Regions from separate parts of the Sus scrofa genome. Here region 1 is linked to region 2. A link is a contact called in public Hi-C data. All regions are on one chromosome and are shown on one strand. Each heading gives the region's core, a stretch centred on a gene start, on an enhancer-like site or on the middle of the called end of the contact. The rest is flanking DNA. Distances are from core to core; before and after follow the strand shown. Region 1 has its middle 28 kb from the start of IL20RA. Region 2 has its middle 83 kb from the start of IFNGR1.

Region 1 (6,568 bases), core at 3,325-5,824, 160 kb before region 2:
CATTATGGGAACAAACTATCAAATTTATTATTAGTTGGTTTATCTCCCTCCTGGTTTATTTATAGAAGTTTTCCCAAAGTCTGTGAATTATCATTCCATGGGGTGTTAGCAAACATTACACGGGAAAAACCCGCAAAAAGCACAGAACTATCCAAGGTTAAAAAGTGCCTTTACTGCCAGACTTCTCAGAAATTAAAAAATCAGACACACTGTGAATCACCCGAAGAGAAATCATAGGCAGTATATATACAAATTTGTTGGATGATAAACTTCTTTTTTTTATAGACATTTTCTAACTATTGCTTGGAAAGAAGTTTGGGAAACACAGGCTTAGATGACTTTCTAAATTAATTCATTCTCTTGAGGATAACAATGGATGGTGAAGAAGATGCTTTGTAACATATGAAATAGTAGAGAATAAAATGAGTCTGGGATTAAAATGTTCCCATGACAAATCTCAAAATGGCTAATTCTCATGGATGAAATCATTGAGAATCGACACTTACTGCCATTTAATTTCACAATGGAATATTGAAAATGGGCACCGGTGTAGTTTCTATACACATGTTGTGAAATTTGACAATAGCAATCTGTTCCTAGGTATTTTAGGATCAATTAGGTAAAGTTAGAATCATTTTTATTTCCTTTCTTTCAGTCCAATAGAATCGATTTTTTAAAATTCTAGATTCACTCATTTGATTTAAATATCAATAGTCTGTAGTGATTCCATCCTTTTTACTGGGAATGAATTTCCTAGTTAGGATGTGGCTTCACTGGAGATGAATAAAAGTGAAATATAACTGACTGCTGCATGATTTCATAACTCTGTAAAAACATATCAACTGCTTTGAATTGGTCTACGAGGATATCTTCCTGTTTATTTCAATATCAACTTTCCTAATTACTCCAGCTCCTGTGCTCAGTGGGACTTCATGATGTCTCTTGGGTTCTAATATATGTTGTAATTCAATGCCAAATTCCATTTCATAATTTCTTGACAGAGGTAAAAAGTACAGTCGTACTTTTTCTCTCTAGCATCTGAAATCAGATGCTTCCTCAAATGAGGTGGTTAAATCTATCTTCCTTTATCATCTTTTAACTTATTGGCCCTATAGTAAGACACTTAACTGATAAGTAGAAACATATTTCAGACAGGTTGAACTGTCCCTATTTGAATTTGAAAAATTGGGGTGTGTTGGGGGGGGGTTTCCTAGCTCATACTCCAGAATGAAGGTGGAGTGTTTCTGAGGCAGAGAAATTGAGGGGAATGGGTTTTAATTTTGACATCCAAATTTAGAACTCTACCAAGTGTGTTCAAATAGAAATCTTTTTTTTTTTTATTTTTTTTTATTAAAATGCTCTAAAGTCTTGGTCACGGAGTGCTCCAGGTTAATAAACTGTTAAACAGCATTTGCAAATAATGAGACACTGACTCAGCATTCATTAATAAGAGAAACCAAATGGAGCTTATGATTTCCTCAGTCCTAGAATGTCCTCATGTCAATCCATTCTTCCTCATTGTTAGATTGGATCTCATGGTTGGTTCAAAAGTGGGATTTCTTTTTATTTATTTATGATTTATTTAAAAATTATCAGGAACTATATCTAGTCACTTTTTTTTTTTTTTGTCTTTTTGCCTTTTCTAGGGCCGCTCCTGCAGCATGTGGAGGTTCCCAGGCTAGGGGTCCAATCGGAGCTGTAGCCACTGGCCTACGCCAGAGCCACAGCAACGCGGGATCCGAGCCACGTCTGCAACCTACACCACAGATCACGGCAACGCCGGATCGTTAACCCACTGAGCAAGGGCAGGGACCGAACCCGCAACCTCATGGTTCCTAGTCGGATTCGTTAACCACTGCGCCACGACGGGAACTCCCATATCTAGTCACTTATGATGGAGCATGATGGAGGATAATGTCAACAAAAAATGTATATATGTATGTGTGACAGGGCTACCTTGCTGTGCAGTAGAAAATTGACAGAACAGTGTAAACCAGCTATAAAAGAAAAAAAAATCATTAAAAAATTATCTATCATTAGAATGTCATGATGATTACATGATGATTATAACATTGATTTTTAAGATGTAAAGAAAGTCAGGCATTTATTCAACAATTATGGATCATTATGTATCTCATACACAATGTTCTCTTCATGAGTCTTCATGTTGTCTAGAGGTCTAGTAGAATTCATTCTGAAAAAAATGTTTGGAAAAATTAATAATAATTCAAAAAGTGTCAAAATTCTTGTATCATATTCTTAAAGCAGTATGGACTTACTCAAGAGGATGAAGAATACCAGCTTAAAATTGGGCCATGCCTTCCATGTCCTGGACCAGTAAAATGTCAGAACACACTTACAGGAGCTGATTATCCTCATCTCTTCCCAGCTTCAAGTTTAGTGGTGTCAACTTCAAAGTGGCCATGAGAGAAATAATTGCACCATAGAAATTGGCAAGATCTACAAATTGGGGCCTTTTCTCCCCAGCAAGCTGGTTTTGAGGCCTTTACCTATATACTACTGAATGCATGTCATTTGATGTCTGAAGTCATTTATAACCCAAACTGTAATTCTAGTAATAAAGACAGTTGGGTTTTGAAATTTCATAGAAGTGAATTTTGGACATGATAAATGTTCTTAGAACCCAAAGCCCAGCCCCACTCCCAGGGTTTTTTTTTTTTTTTTTTTTTTTTTTTTTTTTTTATTCTGGCTTCACCACTAAGGAGCTATGACACAACTGTACCATTTTCCTAGAGCTGCTGAACAAAGCTCCACAAACTGGGTTGGCCTAGAACAACAGAAAGGTATCATCTCACAGTTCTGGAGGCTGTACATCCAAAATCAAGGGTTGACAGGGTTTGTTTCTTCTGAAGCCTGTGAGGGCAGATTGGTTGCAGGCCTCTCCTCTGGCTGCTGGTGGTTTGCTGGCCAGTTTGGCGTTCTTCGGCTTGTGGCAGCAGGACTCCCATCTTTACATGGCATCTCCCTATGCATGTGGCTGTCTCTTCACATGGCATTCTTTTTATAAGAATCCAGTTGTATTGCAGTTGGAGCTCACCTTCCTGCAACATGACCTTATCTTAATTACATCTTCGGTGACCTTGTTTCTCACATTCAGAGGCTCTGGGTATCAGGACTTCAACACATGAATTTTTAGGAGACATAATTCAACTCATAACAACAACTTATTTAACTTCCCAGTGCCTTAGTTTTGTTACTCTTGAAACAAAGATATTAATAATACCTACATTGTGGGGTTGGCATAAAGATTTAATCATTAGAGCACGTGAAGCCTTTTGAGACGTCTCGTCCCCAGCACACAGTGAGTTGTTGCTAAATGTCAGTTGTCACTGTCACTATTGTTCTCTCCTACTACATGTGCAGAGCCCCGCCTGGAAAGATTTTCTGTTCTGTGTTTCCAAACCCACATTTCCTCCCATCCAGCCACCACCCAAAGTTTTTACCACACACATAAAGATAATACAGAATGTGCTAGGTATGAAAGTCCCAAAGAGGTGAAATTCCTGTGGGAAAAATAGTTATCAGAGCCTTAATGGAGATGTTAGCAGACCTTGAAGATGGGGAGGAAGATTTGAATCCTTTTTTCAAAATCTCTTTTTATGCATCGGAGGGGTTCAAATAACTCATCTCTGAACTTCAACTTCTCATCTGTAAAATGAAGTTAACACAATTATTGCAGTGACCAAATGAGACAGTGTAGGTAAAGTGCTCATCAGATGGCTCAGCTAGAAAAGGTGTGCCATGAATGCAAACAAATGCAGTAGAAGTGCTGTGGGCAGAAATGGACAAATTCTCAGGCTGAGGACTGTGCTTTTGGGCAGAGCAAATCTGGGATTATTATCTCAGTAATTCCACATTCTAGTATAATGTACAGTGACAACTGGTTCCCCAATGATGACACAGGAGCACAGGGACCATGTTATTCAGGGGAACTCTGCAGCGGTTGCTGTTTGGCCCTCAGCAGCTGGGTTGAAGTTGAAGATGGCACTTTGAAATGCGGCCACAGGGGGTCAGTAGTGTGCTGCCGGGCCACTGAGAGGCAAAAACCTGAACCCCTCTGCATATCTTTAAGCCATAAATTTCCTATTCCAAACTAGGAGAAACTTATTCCTCCCATATTTTCAGATAAGTTGACAGATCAGCGTGAAGAAGGTTAGGTCTTCAGCTTCTGAAATAGAATAGGCTCTAACTGCTTCTTAAAGATTCACGAACTATATATGATACGAGTGTGTTTGAAGAAAAGGTGTTTTTATTTAACCTATGATTTGGCCAAGGGTAATGTCACCTATAACACATTTAGATCAGCCCTTTTCAAAGAAAATACACTCAAACATGCCTCTCATTCAAATTAGATTCTACACAATTTCACAGATCTTTGATTTTGGGGATGGTACTTCAGTACCCTGGATCTCATCCTTATGGACAACTGGTCTGAACTTCAATTTCTCATCTTTAAAACAGGGATGTTGCATTTGTCATAGTTAAATGAGAGTGTAGGTGAGGTGCTGATCAGAAAGCCCTACCCAGTGTCTTTCTTATTTGGGGAGGATCCAAAAATGGTTGGGAGACTGGGATTGCCCTACCCCAGTGGAAGCCAGAGGGAGGCAGATCCTTTTTCTTTTTGTGTTTGTTTGTTTTTTCTTTTTTTGGCCCTGTGGCATATGGAGTTCCCCCGGCCAGGGATCAGATCTGAGCCACAGTTGCTACCTCTGCTGCAGCTGCCTTTAATCCACTGTGCCGGGCTCGGGATTGAACCTGCATCCAGGAGCTGCAGAGACATAGCAGATTCCATTATGCCACAGAGGGATCTCCAGATCCCTTCTCTACTCTTGACCACTGGCTGCTAGAGCATGGGTGGGTGGCCAGTCTGGTGGTCCCACTGGGGCTGGGCTTAGGGCCACTTAAATATTATTTGTGATGGCAGCCGTGAGGCTGGTGGCATGGCAGGGTGTGCCCAGGATGAGCAGAGTTCAGCGGGACGTCTGCTGGGCTTTGCTGACCTTATTTTTGGCCTAAACACAGTTCTCCCAAACAATTCCAGGAACTAATTTGTATCCTTGGAGCAAATTCCTGTTGACTTTAAATTAGCCAGAAATCATCTGTCGTTGCTAGTGGCAGAAACACTGAAGTGTGCAAGCTTCAACCTTAAATTTTATAGTAAATATGCAAATTTACTAGTTCAAGAAGGATTCTGGCTGGTGGATTGTTGAGTTTCTCCTGAGTTTTATTCCACAAAAAATCGATGATTGTGAAAAGAACGCTGGATAAATCAAAAGGAGGCTGGTTTCTGGATATTCCAGTATAAATAAATTCCTTGGCACAGAAAGCTGGGTTTCAACCAGACTGCAGTTTGGGGCCAAGAAGATTGTCTGAGGGTGGCTGTGGGCACTCACCCACCTGGGCTGCCTGGATGAGATAGCTGGGTCCTGGCTTATCTTTCTTCCAGCTCACAAGGCTGCACCCAAGCTCTCTTTCCCATGGGGCCAGCTGCTTCTTCTCTGATTCCCCACCCCCACCAGACCTCCAAGAAACTTGAAGGGAAATACCTCTGAAACCATTAGCATGAGGGCAGCAGAAACACTGGGAATGTTTGTGTGTGTGGTTGACACGCTTCAATGTTAAAACACAGATTCCTAAGCATAAATCACATAGCAATACCACGTGACCACTAGCCATTGTAGGATTTTTCCCTTTAGATGATCTTGAAGGTCATATGCTCAGTTTCTAAAGTCAAGTTTCACTTAGTTTTGAAATGTTCATTGTGATTTGAAACCAGTATCTTAGAAACAAATGAGCAAAGTGAAACAAACTCCAAACCACTGTTGTTTATTTCCCCAAACTGCTCTTATCACACTCGCTAGGACGCTTTTCTCGACAGAGAACTCCCATTTCCTTCCTCTCTCTCCCTCGCTCTCTTTCTCTCCACATGGCAAATGTGTAATGCCTGGTTCTAAAGCACCCTGAACTTGGAAAGGTGAATTTTTTCCTCTTGCTCTTCCCTGCTGCCCGCCCTCTCTGCCCTTGCCTTGGGAACAAAGAGGTCAGAAGAGTTGACCTTATAAATGTCTGATGAAAATAGGTTTGCTCTCACGTAATATGGAAAGACGTTTGTATCATCTATATTCTAGGTTGATGATAAGCCGTCTTATACAATTGGTTGATTATGCTGGGGTTCAACTGTCTATTGTGCTGGAAAAGTGGAGTTGGGGGAGGTCCAAGGTAAAGAGATTGGTGGTAAGGGGCGGCTCAACTTAGAGCTTTTACTAGCAGTGAAATCTGAAGCCTTGACAAATCCCTGCAGTGCCCAGGTCCATAAAACAAATTAATGTTTCTTGCATCGTCAATATTTAAAAGCCACTTGGCGCACCATGTTAAGACACCTACGTTTTGAAGCATGTAAGGAAACAGCTGTGATCACATTTATAGTGTCCCGTTCAATAATATGCTTTCAATTCAAGGTGCGTCACTTCAAGTTGGCAATGGTTACAGACACATTTGCATTGGAGTACCTAAAAAAAGTTAAAATGAGATGAATTCTTGGAAACTC
Region 2 (5,800 bases), core at 2,942-5,441:
TTGTTTTTTTAAGTATTCAGTGTGCATATTTTACCATTTCACATGGAGGTAAGCTATTTTGTCTAGTGGGACTCTAATGAGTCTTGTTCAAAGCTTCAGAAGGACAGCTGTGATGGACCAATTAGACCTTAAGTCCTTGATGAAATCCTATCTTATTTGAGAAAGGAACTTATTTAAAACTTGGGCCCAAGAGTGTGTAACCCCTATGTAATCAATCAAACTCATCCAAACAGGTCAGGTTTTAAAGTCCAGTTTATAAAAGATAGCCTTTTGGTTGTTCTTTGCTCTTTAAGAGACCTGGGAGAAGCCCTGACAAAATGATTTCTTCAATGAAAGGATTTCTTTTCTCATGGAAAGGAAATGTTGATCTGTGGCTCTCTAAAGAAGGAATCCAGTGGCTCTTCCTAGGATGCTGGGCCTACCCAGCGGGGAGAGTAAAACTGGTAAGTCTGTAGTTCAGTCTCCTTTGTCAATGTCCGCCCCTGGCCTTGGGAACTGACTGGAGGCAGTTTGCAAATGCATGTGCTGGATGGGAAGCCTGCAGTTCCCTTTGTCCTTGAACCCCAGGGGGCCTGATAGGGAAGCCGGAGTGTGTCATCCCTGACTAGCTGGAATTTCCAAGTTTCTAGGCAGGAACGTGATGGGTAACTTTTCAGACAGTAGCCAATGGGAGCATTTAGCCTTTAATCGCCTCTTCTTCTAGATACAAATAATAGCTAATTCTACAGGCTTGCTTGCAAACCTACTGCTCAAATAGCCAAATGGAAATACAGATGTTTGAAGGGGTTTGAAGCCTGAGTTTGTGTAGGGTCTGAATGAGAGTTTCTAAGTCTTTTTTGGATCACCTCCCATCTCCCATGACTCTTAACAATGCAATGCAATATTTATTCCTCTCAACTGGCTTTCTCCCAATTAAAAAAAAGTGATCAAATAAAAACTGTTATTTTTACTCTTATCCTAAATGACTAGAAATTATAAACTTTTCCTACCAAATTGTTTTATATGTGTGTTCCCCTCCCTAAGAGCTTGGGAAAAACACCTGTGGAAGAAGAGACGAAGCAGGGAGTTCCCACTGTGGCTCAGCATCCATGAATCTGCCTGGTATTAATGAGGATACAGATTCAATCCCTAACCCCCTCAGTGGGTTAAGCTCGGCATTGCTGTGAGCTGTGGTGTAGGTTGCAGACGCGGCTCAGATCCTGTGTTGCTGTGGCTGTGGCACAGGCCTGCAGCTACAGGTCCAATTCGACCCCTAGCCTGGGGACTTCCATGTGCTGTGGGTGAGGGCCTAAAAAAAAAAAAAAAAAAAAAGAGAGAGAGAGATAAAGTTATCTTCCATTAGTGGATTCAGTTCCATGCTATAGGATTCATCTTTTATGACATACGTGATCCCCAGAAGAGGCATTTTGGGGGCGTACCTTCTAATTTTACCTTCTTCTTCTTCTTTTTTTTTTTTTTTTTTTTTTTGTCTTTTTGTCTTTTCTAGGGCCGCTCCTGTGGCATATGGAGGTTCCCAGGCTAGGGGTCGAATTGAAGCTGTACCTGCCGGCCTACGCCAGAGCCAAGCTGCGTCTTCGACCTACACCACAGCTCAAGGCAACACCGGATCATTAACCCACTGAGCGAGGCCAGGGATCAAACCTGCAACCTCATGGTTCCTAGTCGGATTCGTTAATCACTGAGCCACAACGGAAACTCCTAATTTTACCTTCTTTTTAACTCAGTTGTGAGTGAAACTCTTTTCTTTCCCAACCCCTCTTGAGTTTATATGGGTTCCCCAATCCTTGACTATTTCCTAATTCTGAGCATGTAGAAATGAGGTACTTTCCACCTCCTTGAGATTAAGTTTGGCCACGTGCCTTATTTAGGCCAATGAAATGGGAATGGACGTAATGCGTGCAGCAAGTGTTGGGAGGAAAACATTTCCTCTTTCATGTTAAGTTCAAGGATGGGGGGGGACTGCAAATACACTGACCATAGACCAATTACACAGACAAAAGGCAAGGTTTATTGCCATTTGCATGAGTACACAGGGAGTACTCAGTAATAAGGAACTTGCTGAACAGCCGGAAGTAAAGGTTTATATACCAACTTAAAAGAAAATGAAGGTAGAGAGGATAAGTCTTCAAGGAAAGTATGGAAGTTTCTATTGGGCTTTTAAATGTCATCAAGCAGCTGAGTCCACACTTTCCAGGGCTAAAGTTCAGTCTTCTTCCAAACAGGAACCTCCCCTGGAGAGGGGTCAATGGCAGCTGTATTTTGGGGACTATCTAAGTTTCAGTACTGTCTCTTTCCATGGCTAGTGATTGTTCAGATGTTTTCAGTTAAAAGCCACTTTAATCCCTGCAAAAGACTCTCCATGCCCTCTTCCCCGGCTGTAGGGAACGTGGGAGTACGTACTGATACGCAGGTACACAGCAGAGCTGTCACTTAGGCCCAACAACCTTGGAGAATCTGGGCTCTGACAGACTCTAGGTGGACAAAAAATAAACCTGGGTTAGTTTGGGCCACCGAGATGTGTTGTCTGCAACTTATTTGAACACACCTACCAATAGAGTATTAGTTTACAATTGGTTAAATTAACCTTACAATTCAACTTGATACTTTCCAGATTTTAAGAAAAAGTTCTTGGTGACTATATATACATATGACTAATGTTCTTCTTTATTCTATAGCTCTCTCAGTCTAAAATATCCAAACATCTGGAATGCCCATTGTGGCGCAGCAGAAACGAATCCGACTAGGAACCATGAGGTTGCGGGTTCGATCCCTGGCCTCGCTCAGTGGGTTAAGGATCTGGTGTTGCCATGAGCTGTGGTGTAGGTCGCAGACACGGCTCAGATCTTGCATGGCTGTGGCTGTGGCGCAGACTGGCATCTGTAGCTCTAAATGGACTCCTAGCCTGGGAACCTCCATATGTCGCAGGTGTGGCCCTAACAAGCAAAATAAATAAATAAATAAATAAATAAAATATTCAAACATTTAAAGGAGTGTTAGCATGTAAATAAAATTATTTCTTCTCTTTAGGAAGGATGAGAAGTACCTGTACATTTGTAAGTTTGTTCTCAAATTGTGTATTTAAAAATCTACAATTTCTTGATACTTGGACATAATAAATCCTCATTCTAGAAGCAACGTTTGTTCACTATTTCATAAACTTGAAACAAACACACACTGCCTAAAATAGGGCTTGCTCTTTCACCACTAAAGTTTTGATCTTTTGTCTTTTTTTTTTTTTTTTTAATTTCTTTTTAGGGCCACACCCGCAGCATATGGAACTTCCCAAGTTAGGGGTCCAATCAGAGTTGCAACTGTTGACCTAAGTCACAGCAACGCCAGATCCAAGCTGCATATGCAACCTACACTGCCCCTCTTGGCAATGCTGGATCTGTAACCCACTGAGTGAGGCCACAGATGGAACCCTCATCCTCATGGATACTAGTCCAGTTCTTAACCCACTGAGCCACAACCAGAACTCCCTGATCCTTTGTCTTAAAGCTTTTGCTTCTCTCTGCCCTCTGTTCAGTTGTGAATGAGCTCAGTGTGATTGCATCATTCATTAATTCACTCTTTCATTCATTCCACAAGCCGTTCTTTGAGGGCTCACTATGTGCCAGGCATCGGCTTAGGTTATTGGCTATTTGTGAGTAATGAGACAAACCCTCTGACCTTCAGTCATGCAGATTGCAGGCAAGGAAAGGACATGGAGACTGGTAATATCACTACAGGGTGGTGGTGAGCCTGGTGACAATGGTTGCCCATGGAATTGAGGGAGAGAAGAAAATTAGCAGCTCTCCTCACCTCAGGTGTATATGTGAGGGATGAACAAAGGCACCTTCTTAATGGGGATGACACCTCCCTGGGAAAAAAAAGGAAACCATTAGTTAAGAGAGTAGTGTGGGCTGGGTGGTCGGAGGAAGCTTTAGCTGTTATGGGTGTGATGGGGTAAACGTAGAAGTAAAGGCAGGAGGAAAGATGAGAGCAGAAGATGATGACAAAATAAATTTTGCTAACCCTGTAAATTGCCAAGGGTCTAAAAAGGATTAAGCAGGAAGGTGGATAATCTGTATGCATTCTGGCTGGTATTGAGGACAGGAAAAGGCAAGGAAAAAAGAGTAGGTGCAAACCCCTGGGGAGAGCTTCACTCTTCAAAACTTTCACTTTCACTTTCAGTGGTGTCCAGCGTTGGGTAGGACTGGTCGCCTTTCCAGGCATCTGTAATCTAGAGCATCAGAGTTAGAAATTAATTGTTGGGGAGTTCCCATTGTGGCTCAGTGGAAATGAATCTGGCTAGCATCCATGGGGACTAAGGTTCAATCCCTAGCCTTGCTCAGTGGACGAAGGATCCAGCATTGCCGAGAGCTGTGGTGTAGGTCACAGACGTGGCTTGGATGTGGCATGGCTGTGGCTGTGGTGCAGGCCAGTGGCTACAGCTCTGATTACACCCCTAGTGTGGGAACCTCCCTATGATGGGGGTGCAGCCCTAAAAAGACAAAAAAGAAATTCATTGTTGGGTGGGACTTAGAGTTTCTGCAAATTGATTCTGACTCTTAATGTAGTAGAGCTACCTGGCTAGACCAGTGTGTTGGGAGGTAGTTCTCTGTAGAACTGTCATGTCTCCTGTGACTTGTGTGAGCAGAAGTAGTGACAGTGCATTCTTGGTCTAGACTATCCTTTCAGTTTGTGTAGCGAATAGCCTTGGAAGATGGCATCAGTGTCTCTCTCCAAAGAAGAGGAAAGAGTTGCTTGTGGTCCAGTATTTCCTTCTCTCTGGGGCAAAGATTGAGCAGGTGTGCTTATAGCCCATTAAAAAAATTCAGGTTTCCTAAGTTTAGGGGTCTTCAGCTGTAATGCAAACCTATTCTGTGTGCAGCATGCACCCAGGCCAGCTTCATCACCCCCGTGAGCCGAGGGGCATTGGGGATTGGTGTGAACATGCACGTTCATGCTGCCTGTTGTGCTGGGAGTAATAGAGTCCATTGTCTAACTCAGAGTCTGCTGTCTTTTGCTCTCAGAAGTGGAACTGTGCATGCTAAATTGTTAACTTGCATTTGGATTAAAAATCTCAGACTCTGCACAGTTAACAGGCAGGATATGGGCACAGGGCCCCAAACTGCTGCAGGATCATCAGAAGGGTAACTTTGACCAATAACCTGGAGTTATATGTTGTCTGGGTGGAATGGACTTAATGGTTTCCTCACTGCCTGATGCCCATTATTAACAAATCTGACAAGCTTCTAGCACTCAAACCACTCAGAAAATCATTGTCCATGGAAATGATTGCAAGCAAGATTATAATTTTATTTACAATATGCAAAAGTTGAAAAACACAGAGATATAAACTAAAGATCTAATTACAGTCTTTGTCCAAGTTCCTTTTGAACTTGATTTTTCATCCACTGCCACTCAAAGTTTAGATGATCAGATAAATAAGGTAATCATTAAAGATATACATAAATTTGCCATTTTTTCTTTCATGTCATAAGGTGAAAGGATAGGTGGAATCGAGCTTGGGCTATAGATTTGTTAAAAGCAGATTTCCTCGTAACATTAACAGTCATTGTAAGTTTACCAAGAATAAGCAGCACTGGAATTTATGCGATTAGACTTGGTTGCTGCAGTTTTCCTTGGGAAAAATTCCAGTCTTACGAGAGAATTCTGGCTCTATCACTTACTCTTTAGTTACTTAACTTTTCTATGCCTCAGTTTCCTCAGCCATAAGATGGGGATAACACGACTTTCACAGGAGGTCTTTGTGAGAATTAACTGAGTATTCACACATACCCAAAACTGTGCTTCG

Evidence for each region. Hi-C and Micro-C count contacts between places; a contact is called where the count stands out from the background.
Region 1: a contact with region 2 is called in a Hi-C map of omental adipose tissue, with 2.2 times the contacts expected there. The contact joins two enhancer-like sites. A contact is called at or near these places in 1 of 5 promoter capture datasets (fetal liver), 26 of 47 Hi-C or Micro-C datasets (adipose tissue, alveolar macrophages, blood and 16 more) and 2 of 2 datasets of contacts at active chromatin or transcription factors (alveolar macrophages and skeletal muscle).

Annotation. Positions count from the first base shown.
Region 1 is chr1:27,105,942-27,112,509 of Sscrofa11.1, reverse strand. No RefSeq gene overlaps it. Among named protein-coding and RNA genes, the nearest start is that of IL20RA, 28 kb to the left of the region's middle. Within about 2 kb of position 4,574, at least 24 of the 83 cell types and tissues checked have an H3K27ac peak or open chromatin away from gene starts, as enhancers often do. A contact at or near this core is called in omental adipose tissue and subcutaneous adipose tissue, where this site is marked.
Region 2 is chr1:26,951,267-26,957,066 of Sscrofa11.1, reverse strand. No RefSeq gene overlaps it. Among named protein-coding and RNA genes, the nearest start is that of IFNGR1, 83 kb to the left of the region's middle. Within about 2 kb of position 4,191, at least 7 of the 83 cell types and tissues checked have an H3K27ac peak or open chromatin away from gene starts, as enhancers often do. A contact at or near this core is called in omental adipose tissue and subcutaneous adipose tissue, where this site is marked.